Linked DNA regions of Ovis aries: region 2 is linked to region 1. The links are chromatin contacts, called in public Hi-C maps. All regions are on one chromosome and are shown on one strand. The core of a region is the stretch at or near the end of the contact, and the rest is flanking DNA. Distances in the headings are between cores, read along the strand shown. Region 1 holds the start of ALDH5A1 (aldehyde dehydrogenase 5 family member A1). Region 2 overlaps DCDC2 (doublecortin domain containing 2).

Region 1 (4,095 bases), core at 708-3,207:
CAGACTCACTTCCTGGGACATTTTCTCAATTGGGACTCCAGATGAGCTGTGTCATGGGTCTTCCCAGTGCTAAGTCTGGATGTTGGTCAAAACCCATTTTGATGATGTATCCTCTGCTGTTTCTATTTCTTTTTTAATGTTAGTATATTGAAAGTAAGCTGGATAATTCTCTAATATATATTGGTATTATCTGTTTGTATATGATGAGTGGCTTATTTTGTTAACAATCCTTTGAACCTGAGAAGTGAAAACTTTCTGTGAAACACCACAGGCTCTACCAAAGCCAGCAAGAGCCTCTCCTCTTAGTAGAGATACAGGGAGTGTTTTGGGACTAGTGATCCTAAATCAACTCGGAGAGCTAAGTTTCATTTGAACCCACAGACTCTGAGTATAGGCCTGCTATTTATATCCTCATCAAAGTTGAGGCTTCCTTGCTACTTCCAGAGTTTTAGGCAAAGTCTAATTGTGATCACACCTTGGTTGTTTGATGTTGACTCCCTGGTGGCCTAACGTTTGTCAGCTACAAATTGGCACTTGCCAAGAGCATTGTCAGTGACCGAACAAGGGCATTTGCCATCGGCCTCTGCGGAGATTGAACCCCCTGGTGCCACAGCTGTTGAACTTCAACAATCCCAGAGGGAATTCAGGGTGGAGGGAGGCACTCTGTGCTCCAGGGAGTCTGGTGGGACAGGTCTTTAGACAGTTGGATATTTTCAAGAACTGATTTCATGATTCCAATACTTGCATCTCCTCGTATCTAGAAAGGCACTGAAAGCACTAAATCTCTTCACGGTGACAGCAAAGCCTCCTGACTAGCAGAAAAGTGAAAGTCAAAGTCGCTCAGTTGTGTCCGGCTCTTTGCGACCCCCTGGACTCTCTAGGCCAAAATACTGGAATGGGTAGCCTTTCCCTCCTCCAGGGGATCTTCCCAACCCAGGGATCGAACCCAGGTCTCCTGTACTGCAGGAGGATTCTTTACCAGCTGAGCCACCAGGGAAGCCCGACTAGTGGAAAACCTTTTGTAAAATGAGCGTTTAATTGTATTGAACTCCCTCCTTCACCAAAATCTTATATACTGACTTCCCCCCTCCGCCTCTTTGGAGCAGTCTCTCAGAGCTATCTGAGGTGCCGCCTCCCAGGCTCCAGTCCTCATTTTGCCCCAAATAAAACTTAACTAGAAACTCTCAAATTGTGCATCTTTTTTACTGGACACTTTAATCTCACTAGTTGTTTGACCCAGGTCAGCTAGCATGGATTTTAACACTAAGCTGAATTTAAGGTAGCAACTGTACCAAGCCTTATACCTTCTCTCACAACAAACCTATGGGGCAGGTTATCATTCCATCCCGCAAAGCAGCGGACCCAGGGTAAAGGACTTGTGGAAGGTCACACAGCTTGTCAACAAGAGATTCTGAGTTTGCTCCAAGTCTGCTGCTCTCCAAAGGCGCTTATATCAAGGGCATCCCTGCTTCCAGTTAACACAGAAATAGACAAGCATCCAGGCAGCAGAACGCTGGGCCACACTGCACCCCCTCCGAGAACACTTGCCCCAAATTCTAAACGCACAGAAGCTACGACAGTGAAGCATCCTGCTCACGTCCTAAGAAACTGGGGCTGACGTCGGCACATCCATGGACCAAGCACTAATTCCAGCGGCGGGGAAAGCTGCTTGTGGGGTTGGTGGTGAGAGGGAGCGGCGGAGGGGCTAAGGAATGAATAGTTATAAAGCTGACTCGGGTCCGCAGGCGCCTCTACCAGCGAGCTTGCCCATTCTCATCCGCGATCCTTCCCAGGTCGCGCAGGAAGCCGAGGCTGCTGGCGCTCTCGGTCAATCAAGGTCTAGAGTTCGCGGCTGTGCGGCGCTAAGGGCGCGGGAATAGGGCGCTGCTCCGCGTCCCCGCCGCCCGGCGCGCCCCCGCCGCAGCCTGGGTCCCGGGTGCGCACGCTCGCTAGCCTGCTTCCTGCCGTCGCCTCCAGGGCCATGGCGGCCTGCCTGCGGCTGCGGAGCTGCCTGGCTCCGCACCTCCGGCGGGCACCTCCCAGCCGGATCTGCCGCCCCCGTGCCGACTGCCCAGTGGCCCCGATCCGCGGCTACGCCAGAGGCCCGGCGGGCCTCTCCTCGGCCCTGCTGCGCACCGACGGCTTCGTGGGCGGCCTCTGGGTCTCGGCAGCCGCCACCTTCCCGGTGCACGACCCGGCCAGCGGCGCCGAGCTAGGCTTGGTGGCCGACTGCGGGGTGCCCGAGGCCCGCGCCGCCGTGCGCGCTGCCTACGAGGCTTTCTGCAGCTGGAGGGGGGTCTCGGCCAAGGTGAGTGCGCGCCGGATGCAGGGGCGATCGGGGCTTTGTACCCTAGTGAAACCAGCTGTGTCACCTCTCCCCTCCCCAGTGCTCCAGGATACACCATGTGGAAAGACAGTAAAAATAAAGAAGTTTGGAGCGTCGGCTTTGTGCCAAGCCCGGAGCGGGCGTTAGGGAGCACGGCCCCGCCCTCGAGCCTCATAAAGGGTCGGGTAGGGGAGCAGAACAGGAACCTGCAATGATAAGCCAGCAGACCGCAGGGGAAGGTGAGAGCACGTGTGATTTCAGAGCATCTGAAGTGCCTGTCTGGCTGCAGGAACACCACGCAGGAGGCTAATGGGGTGGTTTACAGCAAGGCTGGTAATGAGTGCTCACACCAAGTCATGAGCTGGGGAGTGGAGAGAACTGGAAAAAATCGGGGGCTTTGGGCAAGGGAAGAGACAAGCCCAGAACCACCCTCCAGGTTTGGGGCCTGAATAGGCAGATACATCCTTTAACTGACATAGACAGGAGTAGAGAATCGAGGGTGGGGGGCTGTCAGGGGGAGAGATTTCTTTCCTCTTCCATTTAGTTTATGACACCGGAGTCAGCCCAGAGGTCATTTTCTACCGTGCCCTTCAGCATCCTTTGTCTGAAGGAAGACAGTGCAGCAATGAGGTCCAAGTACCAAGGGAATCTAACACTGATTCATCCATGAGACATTTTCTGAGCACCTGTTATGCCTGCCACTGTGGGAGGTTCTGGGGATACAGCAGTTCCACAAAAGAAACATTCCTGCCCTCTTGGAGTTCACTTGGAGGTGAGGGGAGGGAGGAGATTTAAGCTGTGACAAATAGCATAGCTAAACAAACAAGTCACTTCTCCTTTCCCCTGGGTCCTGGTGCACACAGGGTGTGCTTGCTCCTTGGAAGAAAAGCTATGACAAACCTAGACAGTATCAAAAAGCAGAGATGTCACTTTGCCAACAAAGGTCCCTATAGTCAAAGCTATGGTTTTTCCAGTAGTCGTGTGCAGGTACAAGAGCTGGAGCATAAAGAAGGCTGAGTGCTGAGCAACTGTTGCTTTCGAATTGTGGTGCTGGAGAAGACTCTCGAGTCCCGTGGACAACAAGGCGATCAAACCAGTCAATTTTCCCTAAAGGGGAAATCAATGCTGAATATTCTTTGGAAGGACTGATGCTGAAGCTCCAATACTTTGGCCACCTGATGCGAAGAACTGACTCATTGGAAAAGACCTTGATGCTGGGAAAGATTGAAGGCAGGAGGAGAAGGGGACGACAGAGCATGAGATGGTTGGATGGTATCACCAACTGAGTGGGCATAAGTTTGATCAAACTCCGGGAGATGGTGAAGGACAGGGAAGTCTGACGTGCTGCAGTCCATGGGGTCACAAAGAGTCAGACACGACTTAGTGACTGAACAACAATAAACAAATAAGTATGTTAGAAGTAATGAATGCTATGAGAAAAAGCAGAGAAGGCTAACAGGATCAGAGGCCAGAGAAAAGGGGCAAAATGTAAAGTAAATAGTGTGGACAACTGTATTAATTTGCTAGGGCCGCCATAACAGAGTATCACAGACTCAGTGGCTTAAATAGGAGTTTCTTGTCTCAGAGTTCTGGAAGCTACAAGCCTGCTCTCAAGACATGAGGGCAGGGCTGGTTTCTCCTGAGGCCCCTCTCACGTGGCCATCTTCCCCATCGTCACATGCTCCTCCCTCTGAACTTGTCAGTGTCCGAATCTCTTCTTGAGAGGACACTAGTTATATTGGGTTAGGATCCACTCTTATGACCTCATT
Region 2 (3,643 bases), core at 5-2,504, 170 kb before region 1:
CAAATGCATAGATAGGCATTTTTTCAGATAAAGGAATTAACTTTCTCAAAGTTACCCAGTTTTGACTTTTCTGCTACACTGACACTTGCTAGTTCCCAAGGGACTAGAAACAGCTATCATATGGTTTGATTCCCTTAAAAAGTCACCTGGAAGTAATAGATTACGATTTTATCTCTAAGTGGAAGAAATCAAGCAGCAGCCTCATTTTACAGGGCATCCCATGCAAACACTAGACCCTATGTGATCACTCAAGCACTGTCCTGTTTTTCCCCTCACACACATATCAAAATACCTGACAGAAATAGCAAACCTCTGGCTCAGACCAACAGAAAACTAAAAAGAGCCCTTTGATCACCCCCTTGCTCTACTCAAATTGGGACTGTTTTGGATAATTCCCTAGGCTCTTCCCAACAAGATCCAGTCAACTCAGGTTTCTGTCATTACCACGGTAAACTCACTTTAAGCCTTCATGAACATGTGCCAAAGACACAAAAGCCATAATGCATCACAAAATCCCTCGTAAAGTGATTTTGTGAGGGATTTGCCGCACACAGCAGCACTCACAGGGTGTGTATTTCAGCGGAGCATCCAGGAGACCTTGTGAGCAGGGGACCACACTCAGACTCAGGCTGGTGTTTCTCTGTGTATTTGCTGATGGGAAGTGTGAGAAATCTTTTTATCCAAACTGGACACAGGTTCCCAAAAGGCAAAATGGAGTTCTGGAAACTTCAGAATCGACCTTTCACTGTGACTTTGTGATACATGGATAATCATGTTTTCTCACCAAAACCTGAGCAATTGCCATATTTGAATCTGTAAATTGTTGATCACAAGATGTATTAGCCACTTGGGAATTAAGGACAACTGAGAACAACGTACGGAGAAGGCAATGGCACCCCACTCCAGTGTTCTTGCCTGGAAAATCCCATGGACGGAGGAGCCTGGAAGGCTGCAGTCCATGGGGTCGCTGAGAGTCAGGCACGACTGAGCGACTTCACTTTCACTTTTCACTTCCCTGCATCGGAGAAGGAAATGGCAACCCACTCCAGTGTTCTTGTCTGGAGAATCCCAGGGACGGGGGAGCCTGGTGGGCTGCCGTCTATGGGGTCGCACAGAGTCGGACACGACTGAAGCGACGCTGCAGCAGCAGCGGCAGCAGCAGCAACAGCAGCAGCAACAGCAGCAGCAGCGGCGGCAGAGGACAATGTAAGGTAGTCTTTAGCTCCAACTTTCAAGCATGTCCCTGATTTTATGTCTTTTCCACTAGAGGGCGCTTGGACTCTGTGCACTGAAACCTCACACCTAGAGACACCCTCCCTCTGGTGGGTTAATTTTTCAAACTTAATAGAACTTCAGAGGATTCCCTTATCGCTTCCTTTTGTTTTCCAGGCTAGAATCTCAAAGTACTTGATTCTGTGACCCCCCGCGTCTGTATGAGTGGTGACTTCTGGTCTTTTCCTGCTTTGCACAGGGCATTGCCTGGCTGTTTTGAAAGGGTTGCTGGACCCCCCCACCGAACCTCCTCACCTTTACCCCAAACCCTATTACCTACACTTCCTACCACAAGGGTGGGGCCTTGCTGACCCATCACTTCTGCACAGCAGGTCCTCTATGGAGAGTGTAGCAGCTTTCTCTCTCTTTTTTAAGCTCTATCAGGCCCCCACCCACACTTCCCTTCCTTATGCAATACAGCCATTCCTAGAAAGCTTGTGGAGAAAAGAATTCCTAAAAGTCCAACTCTGGGTCCCCTTTGATTTGCATCACGAGTTCAGGGATGCCTTCCCTTGAACTGAACAGTAAGTAGCTCCTTAAGTTGTAAGCCAGCTCACCCATCGTCCCCTTCACTCACACTCATCCCAACTCCATGCCAAGCGGTTAAGGATCTTGAAAATATGTACATTCTCCAGGGAACCAATTACTTAAAGGAAAGGAGCAAACTGATCCTTCCCTTAAAAAGTTCCTGAGCTTGTGACTTTGGAATGCCCAACGTAGAATATTCTCTCCGTGTGGTTCACGGCTAGTCACTCACAAATCCACTAGATAGGTTTCGTGGAACCTCACTGTGTGCCCAGGGGATTATGCCCCTCTGCTGAATATAATCTCCTACAAGAGGCCCACCCTGGCCACCCAGGGGGTACTGCACCCTCTCTAACTTTCTCCCCCCATATCCTGATACATGTTTCTTCAAGTTTATCCCTGATTAATATCAACTGTATATTAGTTTGTCTTTTTCCTCCTCCAGAATGGAGGCTTCAGACATTTATGGTTTTCTCTGGAATCTCTGCCTCCCCTTCCCCACAAGCACTAAAACAGTTCAGTTCAGTTCAGTCACTCAGTCATATCCGACTCTTTGCAACCCTATGGACCGCAGTACGCCAGGCCTCCCTGTCCATCATGCAACTCCCAGATTTTACTCAAACTCATGTCCACCGAGTCGGTGATGCCATCCAACCATCTCATCTTCTGTCGTCCCCCTTCTCCTAGTGCTCGGGACATAATATGGACTCAATAAATGGCTACTGGATGAATGCAGCCATCAGTGACAACATACAATAATCCCCCGCTGCCTTCTGTCCCAGTCACCCGCATCACTCAGGACTCCAGCCGTCCCACTGCCTCCTGCTTCTGTTCTTGCCCCACCCACTTCTCTGCAGACACCACAGCCAGAATGATCTTTCAAAAACAGAAATCAAATGCTATCACTCCCTTCCTCTGCCCCTCAAATGGTAAGGAATCAAATCCAAACTTCACACACGGCCTGCACCACTGGGCCCTGCCTGCCTCTCCAATCTCATCACAGACCACCCCGGCCTTCTTTCTGTCCCCTTTCTTTATGCCAAGCTCTTTCCTGAGGGCCTGCTATGGAGGCTCTTTCTCCCCTGCCCCCACCTTGTATGGCTGGCTGCTTTACCTCATTAAAGTCTCAGTCTCAGAGCATTTTATATCAGCAAATGCTCTGCCACATTTTATTGTCCTCATGGCACTGATCACCACCTGAAATTATATATTTGTTTAGACACTGATAGTCTGTCTACCCCCATTCTTCCCACCCCTCCCCGCCCCACACACATACAGGCACTAGAACAAAAGTTCCGTGCGGTCTGAACGCTTGTCACCACTCTGCCAGCTGCTTGAAGGGATTCCTGGCACTCAGTAGGTGCTTGTTAAACATGTGTTGGATGGATGGCTGGATGACCGGATAAATGGACAGAATGCTTGATGAATCTACAGAATGCTTCGTGAGAAAGCATTGTGAGAAAAGAGACAGACTCTACTATCACTGTGTTATTCTAAATCAGAGCATGGCAATATAACATTGGGTCTTTGCTTGTGTACGAGATAGAAACTCATCTCAAAACATAACTTTGAGTCCTTAAAGGTCCCTTCCTTAAAGAGACCTTTTCCTGACACACATATCTAAATTCTTCTTTTTAAAAACAACAAGAAAAAAATAAAATAAAATAAAATAAAATAAATTCTCCTTTTATTTTCCTGCATATCGTTCTATCCTTTTCTCTCATTTTAATCACACTTTGCAATTATACACTGCTTTGTGGTATCATTTGTATAACTTTGTCTCCTTGAGTAGGACAGAGCTAAGAGTGAGTGTTGTGTCTTTTTGCTCAATACTATCTTCCTGGGG

The links. Hi-C and Micro-C count contacts between places; a contact is called where the count stands out from the background.
Region 2: a contact with region 1 is called in a Hi-C map of liver, with 4 times the contacts expected there. The contact joins the enhancer-like site here to the promoter of ALDH5A1 in region 1. A contact is called at or near these places in 2 of 16 Hi-C or Micro-C datasets (liver and omental adipose tissue).

Annotation. Positions count from the first base shown.
Region 1 is chr20:32,259,367-32,263,461 of ARS-UI_Ramb_v3.0, reverse strand. ALDH5A1 (aldehyde dehydrogenase 5 family member A1) reads left to right here and starts at 1,957. Exons shown (of 9, transcript XM_060403444.1): 1 at 1,957-2,308. The coding sequence starts at 1,982.
Region 2 is chr20:32,433,927-32,437,569 of ARS-UI_Ramb_v3.0, reverse strand. The region is part of intron 6 of DCDC2 (doublecortin domain containing 2); the gene reads right to left. Among named protein-coding and RNA genes, the nearest start is that of DCDC2, 58 kb to the right of the region's middle. Within about 2 kb of position 1,254, at least 1 of the 54 cell types and tissues checked has an H3K27ac peak or open chromatin away from gene starts, as enhancers often do. A contact at or near this core is called in liver, where this site is marked.